Regions from separate parts of the Rattus norvegicus genome. Here region 2 is linked to region 1. The links are chromatin contacts, called in public Hi-C maps. All regions are on one chromosome and are shown on one strand. The core of a region is the stretch at or near the end of the contact, and the rest is flanking DNA. Distances in the headings are between cores, read along the strand shown.

Region 1 (3,798 bases), core at 585-3,084:
AACGGAATTGGAGAGTAAATATATGGCGGACTTTTCTGCAAAAGAAAAACGAAAATGTTAGTTTTCGTTCTATTAAAAGGCAAGCTTCATTTGGTAGCCGCCTTGAGAGCTGTGCTTTTTAAAAAAGAATCACAGAGCACATTTAGAGAAGTTATAGCCCAAAAGAACAAACTCAGAATAGAAATGACTAGACATGAAGAAAAGTACTGCAATTTTCAACACTGGGAAACCACTGACAACATCCAACAGTGTTGGAGGCTTCAGGCAACTTTTCTAGCCATTAGAGGAGCAAACAAAAAGGAGAGTTGATGACTAGTTCTGTCGTTTCTGCAGTCTACTCCGGTTCCCTTCAATCCCAGAGTCTTGCCTATTATTTTCTGGAACAGAAAAACAGTAACTCACAAAAAAGAAAATGTTTCTTGAATTTACATGGGAAAGTCAGTATGTCATGCTCCTCTGATTCTAGATCCACCAGTATTAATGGGAATGAACCCCACCCCACCCCGCTTCAGTAGGAATTCTGTAGCAGTCTTAAAGGGGCTTTGGAAGCCACAAAATGAGACCTGCACGTTGCAAGACTGTGAAAATAAACCTTCAACGATGAAAATGGATTAGGCTCTTCTAATCTTTAGTAATCTTGAAACACACAAACCACACGGCACTTATCTTCCTAGTTTCAAACACTACCTCCTCAAAGATACAAGGAAGTTGGGTATGAAATGCACACCCAAGGGGTGAAGGCTGGAAGAAGAGCCAAGGTGAGCCTTGGCAACATAAGCTTTTAAAATATTGTCTCTAATAAAAGTAAGAAACAGTAACTGCCTAGCGATGGCTTGGGTTCAAAGATTACTTTTAAAGCAACTTGGTTGGGACCTAAAGTTGGAGACAGTGCAGTTAAGTTTTTACATGCCACTGTCAGTTTCCAAGGGATGTTTTTCAAAGCTACTGAGCGTTGATTACAAGGGTATTCATCAAATATATTTGGGAGGCTTGAAACAACTGGTTTGGTGTAGCGTTAAACTAGAGAAACTGGTATGTTAACAGTCCAGAAAGCGCTTACCACACTCTTAAGTCACTTACCTGTCTGCAATCTCCCTGACATTGATATTAATCATCATTATGCCCAATAGCCCACGGTACACTAAACACACAAAGTAGTATCGAGAGTGATGGCCACCGGGGATGCAGCTGTCCCTTAACTTGCCACCAAGGTACTCACAAGGAGCCCAAACACCTTTGACAACCTACAGCAAAAATCAGTACAGTGCTCTGCACTTAGAGCTATGAGCAAGGCAATCTAAGTAGGCAAATCCACCCACCGCCAGTCTGCACTTCCATCACTGAAAAGCACAAACGCTGCAAAGCACGATCCTAACCAGAAGTTCAAAGCCGCTGCCACAGCAGAAACTGCAACGGCCAGCACAGCCTCCGAGTTCGGGTTCCAGCGACCGGACCAGAAAGACCATCGCGACAGCCGAGATCAGGACTGGCATCTGCAGCCGCCACCCCAGCTTACCGCGCGCCCGCCAGGGCGAGCGCTCCCGAGCCCGCCCGCTTAGCCGGGGCACAGACCGAGGGCCCCTGGGGTGCACTTACCGCTCCAGCGGGCAGCTGGACCATGTGGCCCACTGCGAGGCGGAACAGGTAGACAAGGCTAAGCGTGAAGGCGCAGGCGATGAGCAGCGTGGAAAGCAGGTTGCCTCCTGTCACCTGCTCCATCGCCTGCCCGAGCACCGAGCCGCCTGACTGCAGCAAGCCCAGCAGTACCATCCCGACCGCTGCTTCGATCCGCCCGGTAAGCTGGAGGCCGAGGTCCCTGCCGCTTCTCGGGAAAGATGGAGCTGGAGAAGCTAGTAGGTGGGCGTCGGGAGGCGGCCCCGGCCTCCGGGTGTCGACTGACCCGGGCCCTTCCCACACCCACAGCCGGCCCGCGCGCCACCAGGACGTCACAGACGGGGCGGGGCTTTCTGCGTCACGCCTCCAGCTAGGTACTTGAGGGGGGTGCGGGGGGGGGTCCTTGAGCAACAAAGGGACCTGAGGAAGCGGCCTCTACCGTGGCCCTGGGACACGGCGAAGAAAGTGAGGGCTCCAAGAATGACCACGCCTTGAGAACCGCAGACTAGGAAGGACCGCGTGCCGGACGAGCACGGCCCCGGGGGGCGGGCACAGACGAGCCTGGCGGAGCCTGGCGGAGGGATCTCTGGACCAGCGTGGTGGCCGACAGCGGCAGAGGCGAAGGCGCTCTGTGATTGCACCGCGCGCTGCTGAGGTGATCTCGGCCTATGTGGCGTCAGCAGAGCTGGCGGTCCGGGCACCGCCCCCTCTGTGGGGCGCCGGCCTCTGCAGCTATTCAGCGGGGGTGTCGCCTCCCAGCAATCCGTGAGACCTTCCCTCCATGAGCCTTGCGAGGAGAATCCTGGAGAAAATACAATCCGGCCGATGCAAACTGGAGGGTGAGACCGTTGGTTCAGCGGTATTGCCCAGTTACAATCTGTTTGACATGTTGTTCGTGTAGGGCCATATTGTTACCAAGTGATAGTTGTTTAGTGTGCTGTTGTACCAAAACAAGTCTTCCAAAATATATACAGGCCATAAAACTGAGGCAGAGGTCTCCAAACCCCTGTTCTGATAGCCAGTTTGCTGGATCTGAAGCAGGGGTTACCCTGATCTCATGTGACTTCAAATAAAGCATTTCTGGTGATATGCTTCCAAATTAACCCTCCTTCCAGATCTTTAACCTGAGGTCCTGACGAGCTACATTTATTTATTCAACCAGTGATAAGAGCTAGGTTTTTGACTAAGCTTGGAGATGATAGTGCAGTGACTGGTAAAACTGCAAGGACCTCCAGGAACTGTAAGACCGTCCAGCTGCCTTCTAGATAATTCTACCTAGAGAACTCACATTTTATCGTAGCCAGTCAGTAAAGCCCACTACTAAACTCATTGCCTTTTCCCGAGGATGGCTCTGCCACCCACCTGTTGAGGAAGTGCCTAGTAGGAAGTCTATGTAGTGCCTATGTTGGACGGACACCACTCTATAACAGTATTCTGCCTCTTATCAGTCACTAAATCTTGTAACTGAAAAGAAAATTATACGAATTCTAGGTTTAGAAATATAAAAATTAAAAGAATAAACCCCAAAAGGCCACAGACCTAGGGCTAAGCCCTGCAGCCAGGACTAGCAGGCCATAAAGATAAAGGAGCACAGGAAACACTGTCCAGGCAGGACTGGCAAGCCATAAAGAAAAGGAATGCAGGAACCAGCCTGAGTTAATGGGACTGATTCATGGGACGTCTGGCAGAAAGACATCTCCCCCCCAGCTCACTCAGGGCCATCCTCCAGACCCTGATAAGCCCCTGACTTCTAACACATACTCTTTCTGCTTTGTTCTCACTGCTATGTTTGAATGAGCCAATTGTATGTAACCACGCCAAAACCCCCTAGCCTTCTCTATATAACCCTCTGACTTTTGAGTTTCGAGGCTGACACCTCTGTCTCCTGTGCGGGATACGTGTCGGCCCGGAGATCTCTGTAATAGGTCTCTGTAATAAACCTCGCCTTTGTTTATTACATCCAAAATGGTCTCTCCGTGTCTGGGGTCCGCGATTTCCCAAGACTTGAGTAAGGGTCTCTCTGCGTGGGATTTTTCAGTAACACTCCATTTTTATTGCTACTGCTGTAGGTAAGAGCCTCATTATTTCTGGTAGGAGTAATAACAACATGAACTTGGGTCATTCATTTTTAAGCCTGTTTTCTGTGCTACTTCTTGATTTACTGGAGTAACTTCAGGCTGTTGT
Region 2 (3,868 bases), core at 96-2,595, 190 kb before region 1:
GTGAACTGAGCATCTATGCAGACCCCCAAGCAGGCCTCCTGATTAATGTCACTTGTGATAAACATCCCCATGAGGATTTTTAATATATATATATCAAAGTCCCTCTTTTGCTTTCATGTCACTCATATGCAAATACATATATGTTTTATATAACTCTAAATTCTATATTAGAAACGTCCTATTGCTTTTCCTCATAATTCTCATATTCCTGTCCCCTTCTTGTTAGACCCTCCCTCCCCGCAGTACTTGTTACTTTTATATCAAATTCACCATCGAGGGCGCAAGCCTGTACACACATACACCTTTTTAGATTCTCACTTATCTTGTTAAACTATACTTTCTTTCAGAAAGGGTCATTTTCTTGAATCCAAGCTGTAGTGCAAAGCCTTGTTTAAACACAATCTTCTTTTTAAAACAGATTGTTCAGCAAGAAAACTATACAACATAATGCAATTTAAAAAATTTTAAAAATTGACTTTAGTCTTCCTCTAAAAATAAAGCAGAATGTTCAGTGTAGCGAATATCATAAAAATCTCCGTGATTGTAATGAGTGAGGTCCAAAGAGGAAGGCTTCTGCCCCCTTTCTGTCCCACAGTTGGAAATCTAACAGGCTTTTAAAGAAAACTGTTAATCATTCGCATTGGGGGTACCAAAATCAGCTAATTTTTTGACGCAGCATAAAGTGGAGAATGGATTTTGTTTTGTTTTTGTTTGTTTGTTTGTTTTTAGAACCACAGGCTTGTCGTTAAGAGAGACTTTGGATATCCCCAGAAAAGGTAAGGACCAGATATTTCTACCACCACACCTCCAACCTGGAAAAGAAAAAGGCAAAAATATCGCTGGTATAGTAGAGAATAAAAGAGATCCAGGCTAGATATCGCCACATCATTTTTGTGAGATGCACAACCTCTCACAAACTAAACATTTCTCAATCATAATGAAAAGAAAACGGCAAGAGAAGACTTTTCTCCAAGCATGGGTGGGGAAAGGTAGCGGTATCACAAATGTACTTTAACACCAGAACCCAATGTTACACATACGTTATTTCGTAATGTCCGACATATACAACAACCTAAGGGGTGGGCACTGTCGGTAAAGTTACAAATTCTGACACAATGCCGAGCTCCTTTGCTGTATGAAATGAAGAGGAATTGAGTCTGAACTCAAAACCACCGTAATTCCACATCGAGGCCTCCAGGGAAATTCTGCAATGCTCTTTAGCAACTGCACTGTTTGGCAGACACAAGCAACCCGCTTACCAACGGTACAGCGTCTCTCCAACCCCAGCCTGAACTCAACTTTGTATTCGCGTCCGGTACCAAAGCTCGCGGTAGACACCTTTTACTTCCGCCTTTTACTTCTGCCCCTACACGCCAAGGAAGGAATAGGAGGGCGGAAGTAATGACTGACTTCCGGCCCCCGTCCCGGCGCAGAGGTGACGTCATTGACTGCGCGGTGTGCCTAAATCCTCGCTAGTCTTCAGGAGCCCAGCAGGGGGCGGCTAGAGACTGCTATGGACGTCGTAACTCCTCTGTGGGGCTGGTTCGGGACCACTGGGCATAGCCAAGGTTTTCCTCTGAGTGGGGCTGATACTCTGCCTGTACCAAAGGAAGAGGTTCGATTTTGGTCTCACTCTTTCTCTTTCTCTTAGTTTGCTTTATAGACCACCACCACGCATTTTTCTGGTTGGTTTAGTGTTTATAAGAATAAAGATTAAAGAATGAAGGATATTATTTAAATTATTAATAATCTACCCGGGAAGGGAAACTACTAACCATAGTTTCTACAGCTTTGGGGACGGGGTACGACTTGAAAAATATCCCTTGCCTGTGTTTATTCGTGTCTATTTATTGAGCATTCCGTGCATTCCAGGCCTGTTTCACATTAAGGAATACGGGGGAAAGCAAGACAACCTCTGCCTTCTGGACCATAACTCTCGCGGTCTCACTTCTGCCTGCATATTCTCATTTTAGCATGCCCCACGGATTTTCATTTATGAACACCAGGAGATGGCTTAAGTCCCCATGAAACTGATGTCAATGCGGAACAGGTATAGCTGAGCTATTGGAGAATTTGAGGGACAGGAAGACCAGAGGTAGGGAGTAAAAGACGAGGAGCAAAGAAGAGGAAAAAAGAACGGGGAGCAGTACGGTAGACATTTCCCAAGATGCTGTTCTGGGTTCTTCCTTTAGTTTTTTTTTTTTTTTTAATGACTATTAAGCCAACTTTGTATTAAAGTTGTGCTGCTATGCAAGTATTTCTCTTTTACCATTTCTATATTGAAAGGATGGTGATATGTGATGATGCACATGGCTTTAAATGACCTTACTTGGAAGGAGGAGTCTACATCAAGACAAATCCCTCCCTAAAATTAGACTTAAAACACTTGGGAATTAGCCTAAATGTGTAGTTCAAATTCCACATCCATGCTATCTTCAGAATTGTCCCAGTCATCTTATAGCCAAAGATTAATAATAATGAAATAATTAGTAATACTGACTATTGTGCCATATATGCCTGCCTTACTAGCTTTTCATTGGAAGTTCACAGACTTTGCCACTCATATTAGAGTCTCAACAAACCCAATTACAGTCAGAAAGGAATTAGCCCTCCATTTCTCTAAGAGAACCCACAGGTAAAATACCACCATCCATAGACCCCAGGAGTCAATAAACAAATGTCCTTTCTACTTCCTCCTCAATTACATAAATCTTACATCTTCCCGTAGTTACACTCAGGGTCTGTGGAAGGATTTTAATCCAGCAACATGGCTACTCTAGCTAGAATACAGGCATGCCTTTAACACGTATCTTAAATTCCTCTGGCTGGAATACAAATATGCCATTATTATGCACCATTACTCCCAAACAATGAAGGTAAAGTTAGTTCATAGAAGGAAGCAGCCATGTTTGAAAGTGGTGTCTAATTAAGTGGCAGACAATGTGATGAATCAAAGATTTGACAGAATAAGGATATGCCCAACTCTCAGGAGAGCGGGGAGCAGAGTTACTGGTAGAGTTTTATAGAGACAGATCAAAGAGAGAATAAGCTAGACATAGTTAAAGCCAAAAATGAGACAGAGAATGAGGAACCAGAAGATTAGAACCAACGGTTAGAATTAGTACTAGGCCAGGGAGCGCCATTCAGTCAGAAGTGAGAAAAGGTCGGCTGGAAGGGGACTTGGAGCCAGAACAGCTGAGTTGAGTCAGCCAGCCAGAGTTCAGGAAGAACTAGAGTGAGCTTATTCAGCAATAAGTCTCAGAGGCTGAATGCATCCTAGGCCTAGATTAGGCTCTTCTGAGGCTTTCCAGGACAAGGCCTTTAGCAGATGGAGGCCTCCAGAAGACAGTTACATCAGGTGAATAAAGATACTTTCCCAAAGGTCATTGTCTTACTGAGGGTTGCTATTGTGATGAAACACCATGACCAAAGCAACTTGAGGAGGAAAGGGTTTACTCTGCGTATTCTTCCATATCACTGATTGTTCATCACCAAAGGAAGTTTAGACAGGAAGTCAGACAGAACAGGAGCCTGGAGCCAGGAGCTGATGCAGAGGTCATGGAGAAGTGCTGCACACTGGCCTGCTCTTCATCGATTGCTTAACCTGCTTTCTTGTAGGAACTAGGAACCCCAGCCCAGGGATGGCACCATCCACAATGGGCTGGGCCCTCCCCACCAGTCACTTATTGAAAAAATGCTGGACTTATCTACAGCCAGATCTTATGGAAGCATTTTCTCAAATGAGGCTCCCTCCTCTCTCATGATTATCTAGTGTCAAGTTGTCATAGAACTAGCTAGTATACTCACCCAGGGAGCTTATGTCTCTACCAGGAGGACGCTATATTCTTGCATGTGGTTGGTTGTTTGC

What was found. Hi-C and Micro-C count contacts between places; a contact is called where the count stands out from the background.
Region 2: a contact with region 1 is called in a Hi-C map of Schwann cells, with 2.7 times the contacts expected there. The contact joins the promoter of Mterf1 here to the promoter of Cyp51 in region 1. A contact is called at or near these places in 2 of 12 Hi-C or Micro-C datasets (Schwann cells and kidney).

The regions. Positions count from the first base shown.
Region 1 is chr4:30,989,729-30,993,526 of GRCr8, reverse strand. Cyp51 (cytochrome P450, family 51) reads right to left here and starts at 1,834. Exons shown (of 10, transcript NM_012941.3): 1 at 1,597-1,834; 2 at 1-35. The coding sequence starts at 1,770. LOC134486558 (a long non-coding RNA gene) reads left to right here and starts at 2,328. Exons shown (of 4, transcript XR_010065758.1): 1 at 2,328-2,453.
Region 2 is chr4:31,178,609-31,182,476 of GRCr8, reverse strand. It overlaps Mterf1 (mitochondrial transcription termination factor 1), which reads right to left and starts at 1,345. Exons shown (of 3, transcript NM_053499.1): 1 at 1,260-1,345.